Regions from separate parts of the Zea mays genome. Here all the other regions are linked to region 2. Evidence: chromatin contacts called from public Hi-C data. All regions are on one chromosome and are shown on one strand. The core of a region is the stretch at or near the end of the contact, and the rest is flanking DNA. Distances in the headings are between cores, read along the strand shown. Region 1 holds the start of LOC100283657. Region 2 holds the start of LOC103645624 (transcription initiation factor IIB). Region 3 holds the start of LOC100273287.

Region 1 (3,057 bases), core at 385-2,884, 190 kb before region 2:
TTTAAGGTTACCTTGTCCTGATTCCTTTTGTACTCTCTGCGGTTTCTCCTTTCCTCAGGGCTAATGTTGATGGCTTAAGTCTCTCCTTTGCCGTTTTTACTATATTTTCACACTGTTCTGATGTCGCAAATTGTGGAAAGTACAAAGCACGAGGCTGCCAGCTCAAAATCTGCTCAAGAGTTCAGAATACATTATCAGAAGCAGCACATCATTAACCCAGCAATGTCTAGTGAAGCTGAGGTCATGGTGTAATATGTAACAGAAGAAATACACTAAAGATATTACTGAATTCTTAACCTGCAAGCAAGTAGTGCTAGGACCTAGGAGATAGGATACACATCCATGAGCTAACAAACGTGAGATGCATATCTTGTGTCATGGTGAGAAATCTAGGGTGTATAATTTGCTCAGATGATATCAAATTAAGATATCCATTCCATACCAAAAAATTATCCTCAATGTAGCCAATAATCTGCTGAACTGTTCGATGCATAAACACAATAAAATATAAATGTGGTACATCCATTCATTGTAACAACTGTTCTTGAGGAATACGAACCTACATTAGGTAAATGATGGCAGAAACAGATATACAACTGTGATTGGTGAGGTTGACTGAAAGTCCCACAACACCCACACCTCCTGCATTTCCCTCTACTGTCAGGATGCCTGCTAATTTTGAAATGCCAAACAAAGTTCCCAACACGCAAGACCAGGAGACCATGAAAATTGTATGCACTCAACTGACCCGCAAACTCTGCCACAATCACATGATAGTTATCAGGGCATCACAGCAATGCTGTTGCCCACAAGGTACAGTCAAAATTGGGGAAACATTACACCGGTAAGTTAGTTTCACCCCAAAGTGCATCACTGCATGATATCACATCGAATACCCCAACAGACGAATCGTGTCAACCGGGGAATGTCGCATTCACGAGCTGGCGTAGAATTCACGAACACTGAACACTCGTGCCCACACCAATGCCCGTCACGCCGAATGTATGACGAAACAAGCAACCGCCCCATGCAGAGATGGAATCGGAATGAGACATCACCTGGTATGGGATCAAGGACGGCGCAGCCTCGCCGGACTCGCCGTAAGGCATCTCCGGCCACGCCGCCTCCAACAGCCGCTCTCTCGGCACCGGCATATCCGCCTCCTCCGGATCCTGCACCGCACCTCCCACCGCACCACAGCCAGCCCACCCAGATCAGGAGCGGCGCTACAAGGAAGCTACGAATCGGAACGTGGCTCGGGGCTCGCCGTCGCGTACCTGGGTGAAGAGGAGCGAGCCGAAGAAGCCGGCGAGGAAGAAGAGGGAGCAGGAGAGGAGCACCACGGGAAGCCGCAGTCGCGTTCGCAACAGACCCGCACCGCCGGCACCTCCGCCGGCGGCCCTGATGACGCCACCTCCCTTCATTCCACGAGCTAGGAGACGAGGACGATCCGGCGTCGCGTCACGGCCTCACGGGAGAGGCGGGTCTTCTCTGAATCTCTGAATGGAGCGAGTTCTTTTGTTATTAGTCAGGTGTCCGAGCACTGACGAATGGGACCGAATACTCGATAGACGGGCCCGGTGCGCGACGTCACGTGTCTGTAAAGAACACCCAGTCAGTTACGGTGGGCCCAGGCGCGCACACACAAGTCTATAAGACTATAAGTGCTGCTGCATCTCGTACTTGCTTCACATTTGGAGGAAAATATAAAGATTTTTTATGAAAAAATAAAAGAGTTAAATCCTTAGACTGTGTCAGCAATTCAATTATATGGTCACATAAAATAATATTTTGCACTGTATATTGCATTATTTATAGAGTAGACTTTAACATGAGTATAAAGATGATTAAGCTGCTGGAGATAACCTTAGAATCGTTTGGTATAAGAAATATATGGCCCATCACCATCCTATCCTTCACTTTTTTATTTGTGATTTTTTATAAAATGAATAGATTAATCTACCACCATCTCAGCCTCAAATTATAAACATTTATTTTAGGGGTGTTTGGTCCCACCTCCTAAACTTTAGTGACTAAAATTTAGTCGCTTTTAGTCTCTAAACTACCAAACATTATGACTAAATAAGCCATTCTAATAGAAATTCTACGTACTAAAGTATAGTAAAAAAGTTTAGCTAGGTGACTAAGGTAGTGTTTGGTTGAAGAGCCAAATAGAACTGAGCCGTTCTGTTCCAGTTTTGTTGTTGTTTGGTTACAAAGTAACTAGAACAGAATGGCTCCAATTAAGGAATATTCTCCTCAGATCCGGAGCCATCCCGCTCCAAAAAATCAACCGGACGGAGCCGCTCCGTTCCCAGCCCGCTCGCACAGTCACGCTCCGTTCCGTTCACTCTACAACCAAACAAAAAACAGAGCCGCTCCGTTCCAGATTACCAAACACAGAACAGAGCGGCTCCGTTCCTAGAATCAGTGATGGAACGGCTCCGTTCTACTTGACTCCTCAACCAAACACTACCTAAAAGAACCAAACACCCCCTTAATCTACTTTTTAGAGAGTCAAAATATCTTACTTTTAACCAAATTTATATAATAAATATTATGATACTAAATAAATATTATTAGACTCTTCATTAATTATATGGATCTAATTGATGCCATAAATGTTTATAATTTTTCCTATGGTTTTGACCAAACTTAACTCTCAAAAAAAGTTAAAATAACTTATAATTTAAAGCAGAGAATAATAATGAATATGAGGTATAGAATCGTTTCGTCAAAACTAATAAGGTGGGATAAACTCAAGGCACCATCTCGTTTAGGATGTGGTGGTATATTAAGCCTATTGTTCTAAGGACACGCCAAATGCCCAAATGCCACTTGGAAATTGGTATTTCTTGGAAATTGGTATCCGACGCTGTTACGTGTGTATAGGTATTAGCAAAGTGCATGTATGTTGGTATCGTTTCTATTTATGCTTACATATAGAATATAAATTTTTATATGTGTTCTATTATTAAGTGAGTGGTTTTGTATTTGTAGCTAACAACCATAGTTTTAATCCTTATTTTCCATATAATTTTAGTATTTTTACCATTT
Region 2 (3,066 bases), core at 348-2,847:
TGCTTCTCAACAAATTTTGTGAAGAGATCAAGTTGAGATTAACCTTGGCATTGATCTTAATAGCAACATTAGCAAAATATGCAGGGCCTGCTCTTCTAACATTTTTATCCAAGCAACACTGCGACATGATACCAATCTCTGTCTCGCAGATCCTTTTGAAATTACCTATTGTTGAGAGTAGTCAAGCATGACATATATGTGATAATCAGGGAATAAACAAAGTTTGCTGTAATAAATATTACCATATAAGCCGCCATTTTTCTCTGGTAGTATAGCAAGCAAAAGATCAAACTTTTGCCATCTTAGCTTGTTCCGAGCATCCTGATAGAGCCTACGAAGATCAGTTTCAGCTTGTTCAGGACGAGCGGTGTATATTGGAAGTCTCAAGTTATCCATGTCCTGAAACCAGAGTGGAATGGTAAACTGGGAGTCATGCAAGAAAATTCTTTGATGATAAGGAAATCAAAAGCAAACGTAAATGTATATTACCACTCCAGTAGTGCGAGACCACTTAATCAGATCAGAGCAAAATTTACCAACACTATCTGCACGCAACTTTTGACAAAAGTTAACGCAGGCCCAGTTGCCCACCCTTGCACCATCTACTACTTGCTGCACATAACAAAATAGAATGTGTAGACAAATAATAAAATTAGTAACATAAATTTACCATCACAAAAATTCCATCATTCCACTTCAGTGAACATGTAGCAAGAAGCCTATGTAGCTACCCTAGTATAGAGGGAACAAAACTCAAGCAACCCGGTCAAGCTTCTCCTATAAATCATGATATTTACCATGGAAAGAATTTACTTATCCATAGACATAACACTATGTTTATCGCACATTGAATTGAATAAGGTTTTTAGAATGATAACTACTATTGCTACAATGTTAATGGTTGTTCAGATGTTCATGGCGTACCTTTTTTATCATGTTCCACTGACCATCCTTTGGACAACACAAACTGTCAGACCCAGTGCCACGGTACTTCAGCGCAAACTACTACATACTTGGATAGAACCAGATCGAAGCTGTAGCGTAAGAAAGGGAGTTCCGGAGAGGCGTACCTGTCAGCCATGTTGGCGATGGTGCGGAAGGCGAGGATGAGGGATCGGTCGGGGTTGGAGCCGCGGTTCTGCCACCTGCCGAGGGAGGAGGAGAGGAAGTCGCCCTGGGCGCCGTTGGGCTTGGCGATGACGGTGGAGAGGCCGCCGTCGGTGAGGAGCGGGTTGGAGGGGCCACCAACGCGGACGGGGTCGTTGTCGTTGGACTCGTTGGTGAAGGTACGCCACTCGGAGGTCTCGTCGACGGAGTGCGCCTCGAGGACGAGGCCGCACTCGGTGCACACCGTGTCCCCCGCCGAGTGGTCGAACGCCACCTCCGTCTGCTTCTTGCAGTCGGGGCAGTAGGAGTCGCTCATCTCGCCCGACAGCCGCCTCCCCTCCTTCCTTCCTTTCTCCTTCCTCCCACGCAACCGGTGCTGTGGGGCGAGGCGCGGTGATTTGGGCTTGGGGGACGGGGGGAGAGCCGGAGAGGGAGGGAGCACCCACAGGAGAGGAGGGGGAGGAAGGGTAAGAGAGAAGCGGACGAGGCAGACCGGTCAGGCCAGAGGGCGAGGGGGGAGCGGCGGCGGTGTGTTGGAGGATCTGTCGAGGAAGAGGGGAGTGGAGAGAGGAGCAGTTGCGATCGAAGGATGGAGGAGGCTTGAAGGGGAGGCGACGAGACGGACGGTGATGATTTGATGCATATAGATGGACAGTGCAGATTGGCTGAAGGCAGAACCAGGAGAGGCAGCCTACCCCTTACAGCCTTAATAGTAGTAAAGATATCATAAACTGGTTCTAACGAGTCTAGTTGTATGGTTGTTGGAGCGATCCATTTATGGAGGAAATAAAATATTAAATACGATTTTTTGTTTCCATGCATGTCAATATATTTCCTTTCATCCTACATTTTTTCATCTTAATTTTGTGCGCATGCAGCAGGTAACATATTTTTACACAGTGTATAGAATTGCATAAATATCTACACCGTGTAGTATTATTAATATCAGTATATATCATAAACTGATCCTGACGAGCCTAGCTACATTGTTGTTGGAGCTATCATATATTTATGGAGGAAATAAAGCATTAAATACTATTTTTTATTTCCATACATGCCAATTCATTTCCTTTCATCATACGTTTTTGTCATCCTAATTTTGTGCATGCAGTATGTAACAGATTTTTACAGAGTGTACTGAATTGCATAAATATTTATATTGTGTAGCATAATTAGTATTAGTATATATCATAAATTGGTCCTGACGAGTCTAGTTGCATGTCTGTTCCAACGATCCTATATTTATGGAGAAAATCAAGCATTTAAAAATAGAAACAGTCACATATCTCTTTCCTAAATTTACGCGCGTACAGAAAAACGTGTTTGACTCATGCATGCCTTCGTATTTTTTTCATGCACAGACGTGGGGTGGGGGCGCACCCGACAGCCTGGCTTGGTGAATGGGTGCAATGTGTGCGCCGGGCTTGACCAGGTCGCAGGTGGTCGGCCTGGACTTCCTCTAGTTAGAGGAAACTCAGGGCTCCTTACAAAACTCATCAATCAAAAAGATAGAGAAGACTTAGTTATAATTTTGAACCATATATTGAATATTTGAAAACCATAACATATAACAATGGAAAAATGAAACTCTAAACAAGTTCTCTGTGGAGATGCATATGTTTTTTAAATCATTTATAGACTATATGCTACGAGCGTGAGTGGTTCTCATGCATTTCCAAGCCTCCTCCCAGCAGTTTGACGCCTCCCTGTAGCCCTATGTTATCAGCTGCTCTAGCGAGTTATCGAAGGCCACATGCCGGCATGCCGCAGCCGTGTCTCTGCACCTGCCCCGGCGTCAAAGACATGCACGGTGGATGTCGCCGCTGCGAGACCCTAGCCAGCTCATCGCATCGTGTCGAGCATTGCCCTAGCGACGACGTGGACTGGCGCAGTGCGGTAAGGCCTCGTCGCCGAAACAAACACTGACCAGTGCTTACCGGCCTCCAAAACGTTTCTATG
Region 3 (2,917 bases), core at 8-2,507, 180 kb after region 2:
ATTGTGTGTCGTCACGAACTCTTTCAGGGGATCGCCAACAGACTGGTGAAGGCTGCCTTGAAGGAGGCAGCCAGGAAGAGGGAGGTCAGGTACCGTGACTTGAGGACGATCGACAAGGGAGTGAGGCGGCATTTCCATGACGACATCAGCGTCGTCGTGGTCTTCCTTGATCGCCACCGTGAGCGCCGCCACACTAGGGTCGTTGACTCGAGTAGCAACTGCATCAGTGCTCCCGTCGACATATACTCCTCCAACACACACCAGTCTGCGGAGCCCTTGCACGGTTAAAAGAGCTGAACTCTGGCTAGAGTAGAAGACTGGGGTTTGCCTTGCGCTCTCCTGCTGGTGAACGGTGGAGTTGTAGAGCTGAGGGACTGCAGTGCCATAGCCATAGGAAGGGAAGAACTCGAGATGTACATAGATAGCGTGGGTGTGTAGCATCGGAAAAGATCATTTGGTCTGGAACTACGTAGCGTAATTGGTCAGTCAGATCATTTTCTTGTTTCTTTTTGTCTGATTATGCTTACCCAGTGGTAAATCCGTCCATTGTATCGGATTTAATTTAAGAAATCTGTAATACAGAGGTGTCGTGAAATAGTTGATGACGCAACTGGAGGTTAGTGGTGACTGGTGACCAAAGAACATATGCTCTGCTTATGATCTAGAAGTTAGGTTGTGACATGAGAATATATACTATTTATTTGCAACGGATGAGATGCTCTTATTTCATTTAGCATTGCTTTTTGTCAAAACTTCGTTGTATGTAGTTACAAGATTACCTCTACCTGGAATCGTTGAAACTCTTCATGGTTCGTGCTGTGGAACGGACTGTTTAGATCATTCGCGGCGTTGTTTACGAACGGAAACTTCATGGTTTGTAATTGGAAACTTCTTTACGAACGGAATGTTTAAACGCCCCTCACTTCCGAACGGGAACACGGAGTATAATACTGGGCGTCTCTTCTGATTCCCTGAGCCAGTGAGCCTACAAGCCTAGAAGCTAGAAGCTTCCACAGTATTTTACAGACCTCATCTCCGAAACGTAAGCAAAGCCCCAAAGGTCCCACTAAAGAACCGAGCCAAAAAAATGGCGGCCGCTGCCTCCTTCGCTGCGCCGCGCAGTGCGGGCAGCTGCAGTCGTCGTGCGCGCGGCCAACAATTTCGGCCCATCACTGCTTTGGAATTCCGGCCCATCGGCCCAGCCCAGGCTTCCTTTTTCCCATCCCACGTGAGCATAGCCAAGCCAACAGGCAACAGCAAAGCCCAGGCTGCCCAGCACACGCGACGCGAACCAGCTGGCGAGGAACCCTAGCGGAGCACTGTGCAGGCGACCGCGGCGCGCTATCACTTACGGGGGGATACGGCGGCATCGTCCCCCTCGGCCCCTCCTCCATCCCTGGTGCGGCGGCGCCAGCCTGCAGGTACGGTGAAGGCTCCATGTCTCCACGGCTCCACCAGTCCATCTCTTCTCCCCAGTCCCCGATAGGCTGTATCTGTTTTGCTGATTTGATTATGGCCCTGTTTGGCACAGCTTATTTTCAGTCTCTTCACACATTTAAGCAGAAGTTCTGCCAAATAGACAGCTTTTGCAGCAACTTATCAGTTCAGCTGCCAATCAGAAGCTGCTTTTCATCTGCTTCTCAGATAAGCTGCTTTTCATCTGCTTCTCAGATAAGCTACTTTTTCAACAAGCAGCAGCTGTGCCAGCCAAACGGAGCCTATAGCTTGAATGATGAATGTTGAATGCTGCTGCCTTGAATTTAGATTTAGACTGTTGTGAGGTGTTGTTGAATGCTAATGAGCATATCTCTGCAGGTGTTGAATGCTGATTTGTTGTGGCTGATTAATCGGGTTGATCGTCGATTAATCGTGATTAGTCGGCTGATCGCCCTTCTGGCGATCAGAAACGATAAGGCAATCTGAAAACATTGGCCGCCAAACCTCCAGAGCGACTCCCGCGAGCCGTGACCACCATAGCTAAATCAACGCACCAGAAGCTTTCACGGAGCTGTCTCGTCCACGAGTGTTCCAGCTGACTCCTATTCCCTGCGTCAATGGCGAGCTCTGGCAATGAAGGGCGTGTGGTGGTGGACCTTGGCTCCGCGGCGGAGTCGGTGGCTGCTGACGAGGAGGCGCACGCCACGCCTCTCCACGAGATTGAGTCCCTTTGCATGCGCTGCGGCGAGAACGTGAGTGCTCCCGTACCTCACCTCTCTTTTTTGATGGTTCCGTCCTCTTCTGTTGGGGTGCTTGTCGAAGGTTCTGAGGCCTGTTGCTTCGCTTTCATGGGGTTAGGGCATCACGAGGCTTTTGCTGACGTTGATCCCGCACTTCCGGGAGGTACTTTCTGTGCTCATGGCCTCAGCTTCTTGTTCTGATTAGTATTGTTGGTTAGACTGGAGTTGTGAAATTTGCTTTTGTGAATCTGCAGGTGGTTCTGATGGCCTTCGAGTGCCCACATTGTGGTGAGAGGTAACGATATGCCCAAATTCTTGTTTATTGGAATTTGTCCAGGTCAATGATTAGTAGAGATACTACCAAGGTTATTAAAACGATAAAACGTTGAAAGCTCATGGGTGAAGTTTTGACTTTTAAACGTTTAAACGAACTTTATATACAGTTTTAAACAACACAGGAAAAATACAATATATCATAATTTCAGACAATAATATGAAGTTAAAACCAAAACAGAGAGGTTAGTGGCTTACCAAAACTTCACCCATGAGCCGGATTGGACCCAAAAGTAACTAACAGACTGGGTCCAAAAGTAGCTAATAGTCTAAAATGCATGAAACACTGTGTTTTATAGTTTAGAATGCCAAAACACGGTTTCAACCTCTAATTAGATTTTTGACGTTTAAACGTCGTTTAAACATAGTTTTAATAACACTGGATATTACTTGCCAATTGATGGTAA

What was found. Hi-C and Micro-C count contacts between places; a contact is called where the count stands out from the background.
Region 1: a contact with region 2 is called in a Hi-C map of seedling, with 6 times the contacts expected there. The contact joins the promoter of LOC100283657 here to the promoter of LOC103645624 in region 2. A contact is called at or near these places in 5 of 25 Hi-C or Micro-C datasets (ear, leaf, seedling and 1 more) and 1 of 3 datasets of contacts at active chromatin or transcription factors (leaf).
Region 3: a Hi-C map of tassel shows a contact between it and region 2, with 2.1 times the contacts expected there. The contact joins the promoter of LOC100273287 here to the promoter of LOC103645624 in region 2.

The regions. Positions count from the first base shown.
Region 1 is chr1:286,226,060-286,229,116 of Zm-B73-REFERENCE-NAM-5.0, reverse strand. It overlaps LOC100283657, which reads right to left and starts at 1,634. Exons shown (of 8, transcript NM_001156558.2): 1 at 1,278-1,634; 2 at 1,059-1,172; 3 at 12-169. The coding sequence starts at 1,424.
Region 2 is chr1:286,036,743-286,039,808 of Zm-B73-REFERENCE-NAM-5.0, reverse strand. LOC103645624 (transcription initiation factor IIB) reads right to left here and starts at 1,597. Exons shown (of 1, transcript XM_008668645.3): 1 at 1,001-1,597. The coding sequence starts at 1,423. The coding sequence ends at 1,001.
Region 3 is chr1:285,861,427-285,864,343 of Zm-B73-REFERENCE-NAM-5.0, reverse strand. LOC100273287 reads left to right here and starts at 1,257. Exons shown (of 17, transcript NM_001147728.1): 1 at 1,257-1,421; 2 at 1,816-2,189; 3 at 2,296-2,340; 4 at 2,432-2,472. The coding sequence starts at 2,055. LOC103644037 (probable protein phosphatase 2C 34) reads left to right here. Exons shown (of 4, transcript XM_008667229.3): 4 at 28-734. The coding sequence ends at 288.